2 separate regions of the Mus musculus genome follow, and region 2 is linked to region 1. Evidence: chromatin contacts called from public Hi-C data. All regions are on one chromosome and are shown on one strand. Each heading gives the region's core, a stretch centred on a gene start, on an enhancer-like site or on the middle of the called end of the contact. The rest is flanking DNA. Distances are from core to core; before and after follow the strand shown. Region 1 overlaps Wdr66 (WD repeat domain 66). Region 2 overlaps Mlxip (MLX interacting protein).

What was found. Hi-C and Micro-C count contacts between places; a contact is called where the count stands out from the background.
Region 2: a contact with region 1 is called in a Hi-C map of olfactory sensory neurons, with 3 times the contacts expected there. The contact joins two enhancer-like sites. A contact is called at or near these places in 6 of 39 promoter capture datasets (the C10 cell line, the HPC-7 cell line, embryonic stem cells and 3 more), 2 of 15 datasets of contacts at CTCF or cohesin (large pre-B cells and pro-B cells), 29 of 484 Hi-C or Micro-C datasets (the 63-12 cell line, B cells, the C2C12 cell line and 15 more), 6 of 115 datasets of contacts at active chromatin or transcription factors (the 230-238 cell line, T-cell acute lymphoblastic leukemia, embryonic stem cells and 2 more) and 4 of 9 other capture datasets (adipose tissue, embryonic stem cells, liver and 1 more).

What each region holds. Positions count from the first base shown.
Region 1 is chr5:123,300,564-123,304,838 of GRCm38.p6, reverse strand. It overlaps Wdr66 (WD repeat domain 66), which reads right to left. Exons shown (of 21, transcript NM_001370840.1): 17 at 2,375-2,465; 18 at 2,002-2,145. Among named protein-coding and RNA genes, the nearest start is that of Bcl7a, 42 kb to the left of the region's middle. Within about 2 kb of position 2,483, at least 23 of the 459 cell types and tissues checked have an H3K27ac peak or open chromatin away from gene starts, as enhancers often do. A contact at or near this core is called in cerebellum and olfactory sensory neurons, where this site is marked.
Region 2 is chr5:123,433,910-123,438,184 of GRCm38.p6, reverse strand. The region is part of intron 1 of Mlxip (MLX interacting protein); the gene reads right to left. Among named protein-coding and RNA genes, the nearest start is that of Mlxip, 41 kb to the right of the region's middle. Within about 2 kb of position 1,909, at least 90 of the 459 cell types and tissues checked have an H3K27ac peak or open chromatin away from gene starts, as enhancers often do. A contact at or near this core is called in cerebellum and olfactory sensory neurons, where this site is marked.

The DNA of each region.
Region 1 (4,275 bases), core at 1,234-3,733:
GGCAGGGGCTTTCTGCACAGCTGTATATCTAAAAGACCCTGGGCAGGTGAGACCCTAGACGGCCAGGCCCCTGTCCCAGCTAGCTGTGGTCCTCAACCCCGGGGGGAGTAGGAGGGTTAGAAATCCCATCTCACCCACCTGACAAGTGTTTAAAGTACTTCCGATACGACGTTCAGTTTGGAAAGCGATAGCTAAGGATATTGCTTTGAAAAATACAGCTGGGGGGTGGGGGACACAGAGGCATACCCACCTCTGATCCCGCAGTCGGGATGCAGAGGCAGGTGGATGAGTTTGAAAGACTGGTCTACACAAGTCCCAGGCCAGAGTTGCATGAGGAGACCCTGTATCAAAAGACCAAAGCCAAAACAAAACAAAACTACATTGGAAAAAAACAAACAAACAAACAAACAAAAAACAACAACAAGAAAAACCAAGATAAAGTAGCCTTGAATTCCTGGGTTCAGCCTCCAGAATAACTGGACAGTACAACACCAGCTCATGGAACCCTTGTGTGGGCTGTAAGTGCTTTCATGGCTATACGTCATGGGTGGGTGCTACCACATCTGGCTGGCAAGAGGGCCTTAAAGCTCACGTTCTCTGACACAGTTCAAGTTCTACTTGGACTCAGAACCATGAAAAACAGAGATGTTCACGTTCACCGAAGCTGTGTCTCGACAGCCAAATGCTCCGGGCAAGCCCAGCATCCAACAGCTGAGCGAGTCAGTGGGGCCCACTGCTCAAAAAAGGCACAGCACTAAGAAATTTTTACCGCCAAGCTCACAAAACACTGGAAACTTAGACCATTAAGGTTATCCGCCTAAATACACCGTTACTAAATCCATATGTGTAAGCATAGTTTCACACTGACTGTATGTGTACTTGTGCGGTATAATACCAATTCTTTGTTAAAATAATACTGATAAGACTATATCACATATAGACAATAGAAGAGAATTTATCAAGATATTAAGTGATTCTCTCTAATAACTTCTACTTTTGTTGTTTTGGTTTTGGAGACATGACAGGCCAGCCTCACATTTACAATGTAGCTGAGGACAACTTTGAGCTTCTGAAGCCCCTGCCTCCAAACCCCAAGAGCTGGGATTACAGGGGAAGCGGTATTCTTCGTATTAACAATTACAGAACCAAACCTCAGCCGCCTCTGAAAAAAATAAACCGCTTAAAGTACACTGCATCCTTCATCATCAAACACTTAGCTAAGATTTCACTCTTACATAGAAAGAAATAAACACACCCATCTCACTGGTGTGCAAATTTGTTTTTGTCTTTAACAAACAGTACCACTGTATGGAAAACAAAATTTGTTTTGTTTTGTTTTGTTTTTTTGAGACAGGGTTTCTCTGTGTAGCCCTGGCTGTCTTGGAACTCACTCTGTAGACCAGGCTGGCCTTGAACTTAGAAATCCGCCTGCCTCTGCCTCCCAAGTGCTGGGATTCTTTTAAAATAGGTTTCTTCATAGCTATTATCAGCAAAGGTTGGATTTGTGTACCTATTTTATACACCAATATACCCTGGATTGTGTAAAAATTACTTGGGCAAAAATGGGGCTGCAGGTCGGGCATGATGCACACACCTTTAGTCCCAGCACTCCGGAAGCAGAGGCAGGTGGGATCTCTGTGAGTTCAAGGCCAGCCTGATCTACAGTTCGAGTTGAAATACAGTCAGGGCTACATGGAGATCGTGGTACCTTCTCAGTATCTGCTCATGAACTCCCACTGGCCAGCGACGCCAAGTCAGCAAAGGTTTAGGAGGCCCTGGTGCGTCTAACATCACACATGCTCAAGGAATTGGTCTTCGGGAACAGGACACATCTTTACCTCCAGTCAGTTACTCAGGAGCTCATTGTGTGAGTTCTCAGAGTCTTCTTGCTGATCTATTTACTTGAGAAAAGTGGCATATTTCCAGGCTGGCTCCAGAGACTCTTCCCAGAGGCACTTGTTATAAATAGCCCACCCCAGCTCTGATCCGGTTTCTACTCACCTTCTCCTCTGACGGGTAAAAACCGATCGCTCTCATGACAAAAGGAAGCTCCGACAGGCAAATATGTTCCGACACCTGCCTGGTCTCCATTGTATCGATACCTTGACTGCGGATCTGAGAGTAGTAAAAATAGTCCTCCAACTCCTGTGTCAGACGAAACAGAAGACAGTGCACAGTCCCTCTGAAGTCACACACATCCACGAACGGGATGGGTTTTTGGGGTTTTTTGTTTTTTGTTTTTTTTCTAAAAAGTTCATTCTGAGCTCAGTGTGGGGTCGGAGCTTTGTGGAAAAGCAGAGAGGGTTGACCCCAAGGTTTGCTCTACAGCCTTGACTAGACGCCCCCAGGAAATGTTCCCTCGGATAACAATTACCCTGTAGAATTTTCCTTCCCTGCCACCAGACACCAGACCATAGAACGGGGTCAAGTCTTCACCCCCAAGGGAAACGGCAGCCTCCAGGGCCCTGGAACAATGGAAAACATCACCATTAGAGAGTACTCAAGCGTGAAGTCGCTGGAGCCGCACAGATGGTGGCCTAGGAAGGACACCCACCGCATCTGTACAACCAGGGTCTTTGCAACTGGCCCAGGAAGGTCCCACGGCGGCGGCGACAAAGCCTATGACAGAAAATTCAATTTCACGTGTGGAGTGCAGCCGTTCGGGGCACCCACCTTAATTATGGTGATATTCTCGTTCCTATGACACAGCAGGCCCCTGGCAATTTGTCTGTAATCTTTGGGGACCACAGCTCTACTGGGGGCTGGGGGAGGCTCCAGCCTGAGACCTCAACCCTCTTAGGCTGAGCACGGCCGACCAGTGCCAAAGGGCTGGCAGGTGCATTGCCAGTGCTAATTGCTTCCAGAAAAACCCGGGAGATCACGGGGACCCATGCCAAGCAGACAAAAATAACCCTCTGCTCTCTAACACAGGGTCAGATTTTCCAAAAATAGGCCCTTTGAATGGGAAGAAAACCTACTTTTGCATGAGACTGACCAACTTTTCCTCACACAAAAGGCAAATCATCTAAAGTTACAGTTTAAAAACAACAACAACAACAAACCTACTCACTGGATTTCTGCTAATTCAGTGAACTAGATCTCACTTCAGTGAAGACCCATGGTGGGGAACTGAAGTATCCAGGAATCACAGGGGCCTGCACGTGAGGCCTCACTCTTCCTGCTTGCAAGCTGTGTGACCACGAGAAATACCCACCTCTGCTCAGTTTCTGCATCTGCAGAATGGGTAGGGTCATACGGGTCCATCATAAGAATTAAATACACGGATTTGCCATGGGGCCTTTGGTTTTTCTCAGAAACCACTTCCTTACTTGAGCCATCAAGAGACCTCCTTGGAAGTTTAGGGACCTGTACGTGGGGATAAGAATTGCACTGTCTCCAGAATGGCAGTGAGGACGGAGTCAAGATGGCTGCGTACAACGGCCAGGGCGGAGCCCAGAAGTGCATCTCTATCCACACCAAGGGCTGACAAGGTTCTGACATGTCCCTACCCCTCTCAGCAGAACCACAAAATGTCCTCTGCCCGGTTAGTGGTTCTAGCGGAGGGCCTGATGCATTTCTTTTCCACAGGAGCCCGAGGTCCATCTCCTGCCGGGCCAGGTCTTCATTTTCCTTCTTATCTCTGACAGGAGGCTATCAGGTGATCAGCTAGCCCTTCCTTTCCTGTGGCCTCCAGGCCAAAACTGGCCTGGTCCTGACTCAAGGGATAACAGAGCCACGTTCAGACTGTCCTAGAGCAGGGTATATCAGGACCAGAAGTGACATGGGAATCTGTCACCACCAAGAATCCTTAAGGGAAGGCTATAAAATGTACTTAGCTCCCCAGGACAGCCCAACCTTCTGCCGTCTCTCCTCTCGGATGACTTTTGTGAAGATGATAGAAAGCTAGCCAGCACTCCAGTCTATGTGGTATTAGGAGCAGAATCCCGAGCTTTGGCGCATGCTAGGCCAGCGCTCTACCAGGCTGAGATACAGCCTGGGCCCTGGTGCAGGGCTGTAGTGTTTACTTATTTGGTGTTCTTACATTTCTTTCCATTAGTGAAACGCTGAACATATTAAGTCACCAGAAGCAGCAATAAAGCGCTAATTAGTTCATAATGATCCTTTGTCCCCACAACAGATTTAAATTGAAATTCTCAGAAGCCTGGCTTCTGGCCAAGCACAGGGGAGCTACTGGGTATCCCTACCAGATCCCACGTTATTGAGGACAAGAGGAGGCTGGGGGGGGGGGTCTTCACCTCCCTCACCCTGTGCCAC
Region 2 (4,275 bases), core at 660-3,159, 130 kb before region 1:
AGCTGTGCAACTACGTTGGCAAGGGGTGTTCTGGTGCTTCTGTTTATTGGGTATAATCAAACAATGCCATCTCCTCCACAGTGATTTAACTAAGGGTTAGTTGAAAGTCTGTCTGTTTATGTGTATGTACACCCACCCACACATGTGTATGTACACCCACCCACACATGTGTATGTACACCCGCCCACACATGCACACACATGGAAGAGGGAGCTGGAGCAGGCACCTGACATGCGGTCGCAGTGGCAGGGCCATGGCTTTCTTTCTCTGTACTCAGCCAGGAGCGCTCAGCACCTACTCTGTGAGGAAAGACCTAAGAGCTGAGGGAGGAGAGAAGGGAGACGCGGGCCCGTGCCATCCAGGAGTTGTGTGAGAGAACACCAATGCAGGGGCTAAAACTTAAGCTGAGGCCAAGGAGAAGCGAGGAGGCACTGCTCCTGCTTGGCTGGTGACTATGACGAGGTAACAGAAGTGGAGCTCATCAGAGCTGTAAGAGCCAGTGGGCTAGTCCAGAGAAGGCTGCAGACAGAGCCTGTCTTCAACACAGTCAGTCGGTCTTCCCATGGGGAGCAAGGTCCTCTAGCAATTTCAGGTCTGGCCAGTGTGCAGTTCTAGTATTCAAATGAAATTAAGGAGCAAGTCTAAACTAAAAACACTTTTTCTATAACTGATACTCCATTCTTGTGACAGCCAGGAGTCCATGGTTGTGCCATGTGCTCATTAGTACCAGAATCTGACTGAGTACTATCTCAGAGATGACTTCAAAAGAAGAGTGACTACAAAGAGCTGTGTTGGACCCATGGCTCCAGGAAGAAACAGATGTTAGTGCCCTCTCAAGATCTGTGAGAGTTAACCAGTGGGCTAACCTAGGCCAATCATACCTCCGCTGTGCACCTATGAAAAAGGGGGCAGTGTGCTGTCAACCTCTTCCCCATCAGACTACACACACAGCTCTTGCAGGTAGGTATCATGATGAGAGTAGCAGGTACAGAAAAGGATATTGACCTATATATAAACAGTGCAAGCATTCCTTGGTTCTCCCCAACCGCTTGCTGAGATGTTTCTCTTATTCACAATACTTATGGCAAACAAAGTCAAATTTTAGCAGGAAAATATGCATTTCTAAGCCTCTACCATCTCATATTTCTGCAACATCTCTACAGCCAGCAAGTGGCGCTATACACACATAAAGAAACTAGTCCAAAACCCTGTCTGGTACACAGAATGGATGACTGACAAGTCCTACACCATCGCTCATAGTTATACGATGGCAAAAGCTACAAAGTGATGAAGGCTGGGGAGTGCAGCTCAGTGGTGGATGTGTTATAATTTCTGTCTGTTTCTTTCCTAATGTGCTCTCTGGCACCTCACAGAGGGAAGAGGGGCTATGTGTATAGGAGCCCTTCTTACACCACAAGTCGAGTTTCCCACAAAACTAGGAAAAGCTACTTTAAAAGACTCCATAAGGCAGCAGCAGAGGCAGTCACTCCATGAGAAAGCAGGGCACCCAAAAGCCTCTGATCAGGTTTCTGCTTTCCGCCCTGGTCTACACATCTTTCAGACAGTCCAACTACAAGGCTTCTTTAAATTATAGCCAGAAATACTAGAGAGCTTGTGAGACCACTGGCCCTGTACCTGGAAGTTTCTTCTACCTCATACTTCTGAACCGTGTGCTTCCTGTGTCATGGCCATGACCACAAGGGACATTTGCCAGGTACTTAGCCCAGCCTCCACCCCATGAGACAGCCATGGTCTAGCTCTTACTCATTTTAGGACTGCTGGTCCAGTGCTTCTAAACCCAGTTATTAAAACAATTGCTTAATGTTTCCATGAAGACGTCTTCATACACTCTGCCCCTACCCCCCCCCTTCCTAGAAGGAGGGTTGCTGACACAAAACAGGAAGTTCACAGGACAACAAAGGCCCCTCTTACAATTTTGTTGGATGGAGTTAGCAAACCATGAATTCTTCAGCGGTCTGGCAAAAGACTGCTTTGGAATGAAAATTAAAGTGCAAGCCTCAGAAGGAAAGCACTGGGCTATCAAGAACACAGGAGGGCAGGACTGGATCACGGATTCTGCTCGCTGGGGTAAATTAGACACCGACTCTTGTTCATTCTCTCCAAAAGGAAGCCAACACAGAGAGTACAGGCTGCTGATTACAGCTCTGGGTCACTCACTGATCAATTCAACCGCATCACCTCTTCACTTGTCCTGGTGATGCTCCTGAATCTCCACTGGTAAAGCACCCCCAACGCAAAGGGAAGCAGGCACGGACGGTCAGGTCCTGCTCTGCTCTCCTCTCCTCTCCGTTGGGGAGCAAGCTGCTCACGCTCCGTTGGGGAGCAAGCTGCTCACGCTCACCCTGCTTGTCTACTTGAGAGTGGACATGGAAAAACAAACAACTGCAGCCAATACTTTTTTATTGGTAATGACTGAGTTCACTTCTTTCAGAAGACATCTTCTCTTCTGAGTAGTTGAGACAAAAATCTGGCCCCTGTGAGACCCTGGGAATCTTTCAGTCTGTTGAAATACCAGGTTAAACACATTCCAAGAGATCTGTGCAAACTAAATTCTTTTGTATACTTCTAAGGTGCCTGAGACAACAAGACTTCATTTATTTATGGAAAGTGTGCTTTATCTTGGGAGTTGTGCTCAAGCATTAGCTTGCTGTCTGTAGAATGAGTGCTTCGGAGCCTGACATGAAACCATCTCAAGAGCCCACAGGTCCCATAACATTCGGTTGCTTTTCTGAACACTGTCAACATCACATCTGTCTTTCTGAATAATCCTATATGCCGCATGGTACTGGTGTGAAACATCACTGTACTGGAAGAATTAGTAGAGGACTTCAGTAATGTACCTGAGCTAAAATGACCGAGGCGTTAGGGGTGCACAGAAACCACCATGATTTGTATAACATTTTGAAGTGAATTAATATTTTTGAACATGCTTCTTCAACAGCCAGTGTTATATTTTTCAGATCAACACAAAGCACAATGGTTACTACTCTATAAACTCAATATTTTCAAATTCACATATTTAAAGTCATGCAAGCTGCAACTTCCCTGTCAGAATTACTGGCTGCCAAATTTATACCTGTTTCTTCAGCTGTACTTTTTGATATTTAGAATTTTTAAATTTCTGTAAAGTAGGTTTTGTAGACTGTAATGTGTTCACTGCCTTTGTGAAGCGGTATATAATTGTATAATTTCGTGTGTAACTGAATGCTTGGGCTTTCAATACAGTATTCATATAAAGCAATAAATATTAATGTTATGAAAAAAAAAACCTCACAATTCTATCCAACTGTGACCAGCAATAAAGATAATATTTTGATCATCATCTGATAGCTTTGTTTGTTTGTTTGTTTACTAGTTTTTGTTTTTTTAACTCTGGGGGATTCAGTACAAGTCTGAATACTTGATATGCGATTTCCAGTTCCTATCTCTTCCTGTTTTCCCAAATATCAACAGGCAGACTTTGCCAACACACATCCTGATCTGGAGAAGTTGGGTGGTTCCAGAGGAAAAGTCTGCAGAATTTGATACCTGACTGAACCCCAGGAATGAGTTATTTGCCTGTTCTACCTGTTACCTAAGGAGAAGCTCTACTTCCTGACGAGTCCCGGGGTGGGGATATTAGAGTAACCAGCCGACGGGAACACGGGGCTGAGAATCACCAAATCATAAGAGTTTCCCATGCCAAAGAGGCCAAAGCACGCAGACAGAGTATCCCAAACAGATGAAAAATCCTTGCTGTGTTCTTAATGATATAATTTCTAACTATAAGAGATAAAGATGGGGTCCTCAAAGTTTACAGAAAGAGACTGTGTAGAAAAGGTCAGAACAAAAGTAACAGCTGCAAGTCTCCAGAGCAGCATATAGGTGTGGGTGAAAAATGAGTTTAAAAAAAATTAACCTTAACTTCTTTTCCTTTTATATGTGTGCTAAAACACATTACAAAATTTATAATTTTAACCATTTTAAAATATGTTCAGTGCTACTACTAACATTCACAACCCTGTGCAACACTCATTACTATAAAGTTCTATAACCTTCCTTGCCATCCTCAAACTGTTATACCTATCTAGCAATCTGGTCCTATCTTAGTTACGGTTGCTATTGCTGTGAAGAGACACCATGACTATAGGAACTCTTATAAAGAAAAACATTTAAATGAGGCTGGCTTACAGTTCAGAGATTTAGTCCATTATCTCATGGTGGCAAGACATGGCCACCATGTCTCCAAAGCTCCAGCTCTGACCTCTGCTATTT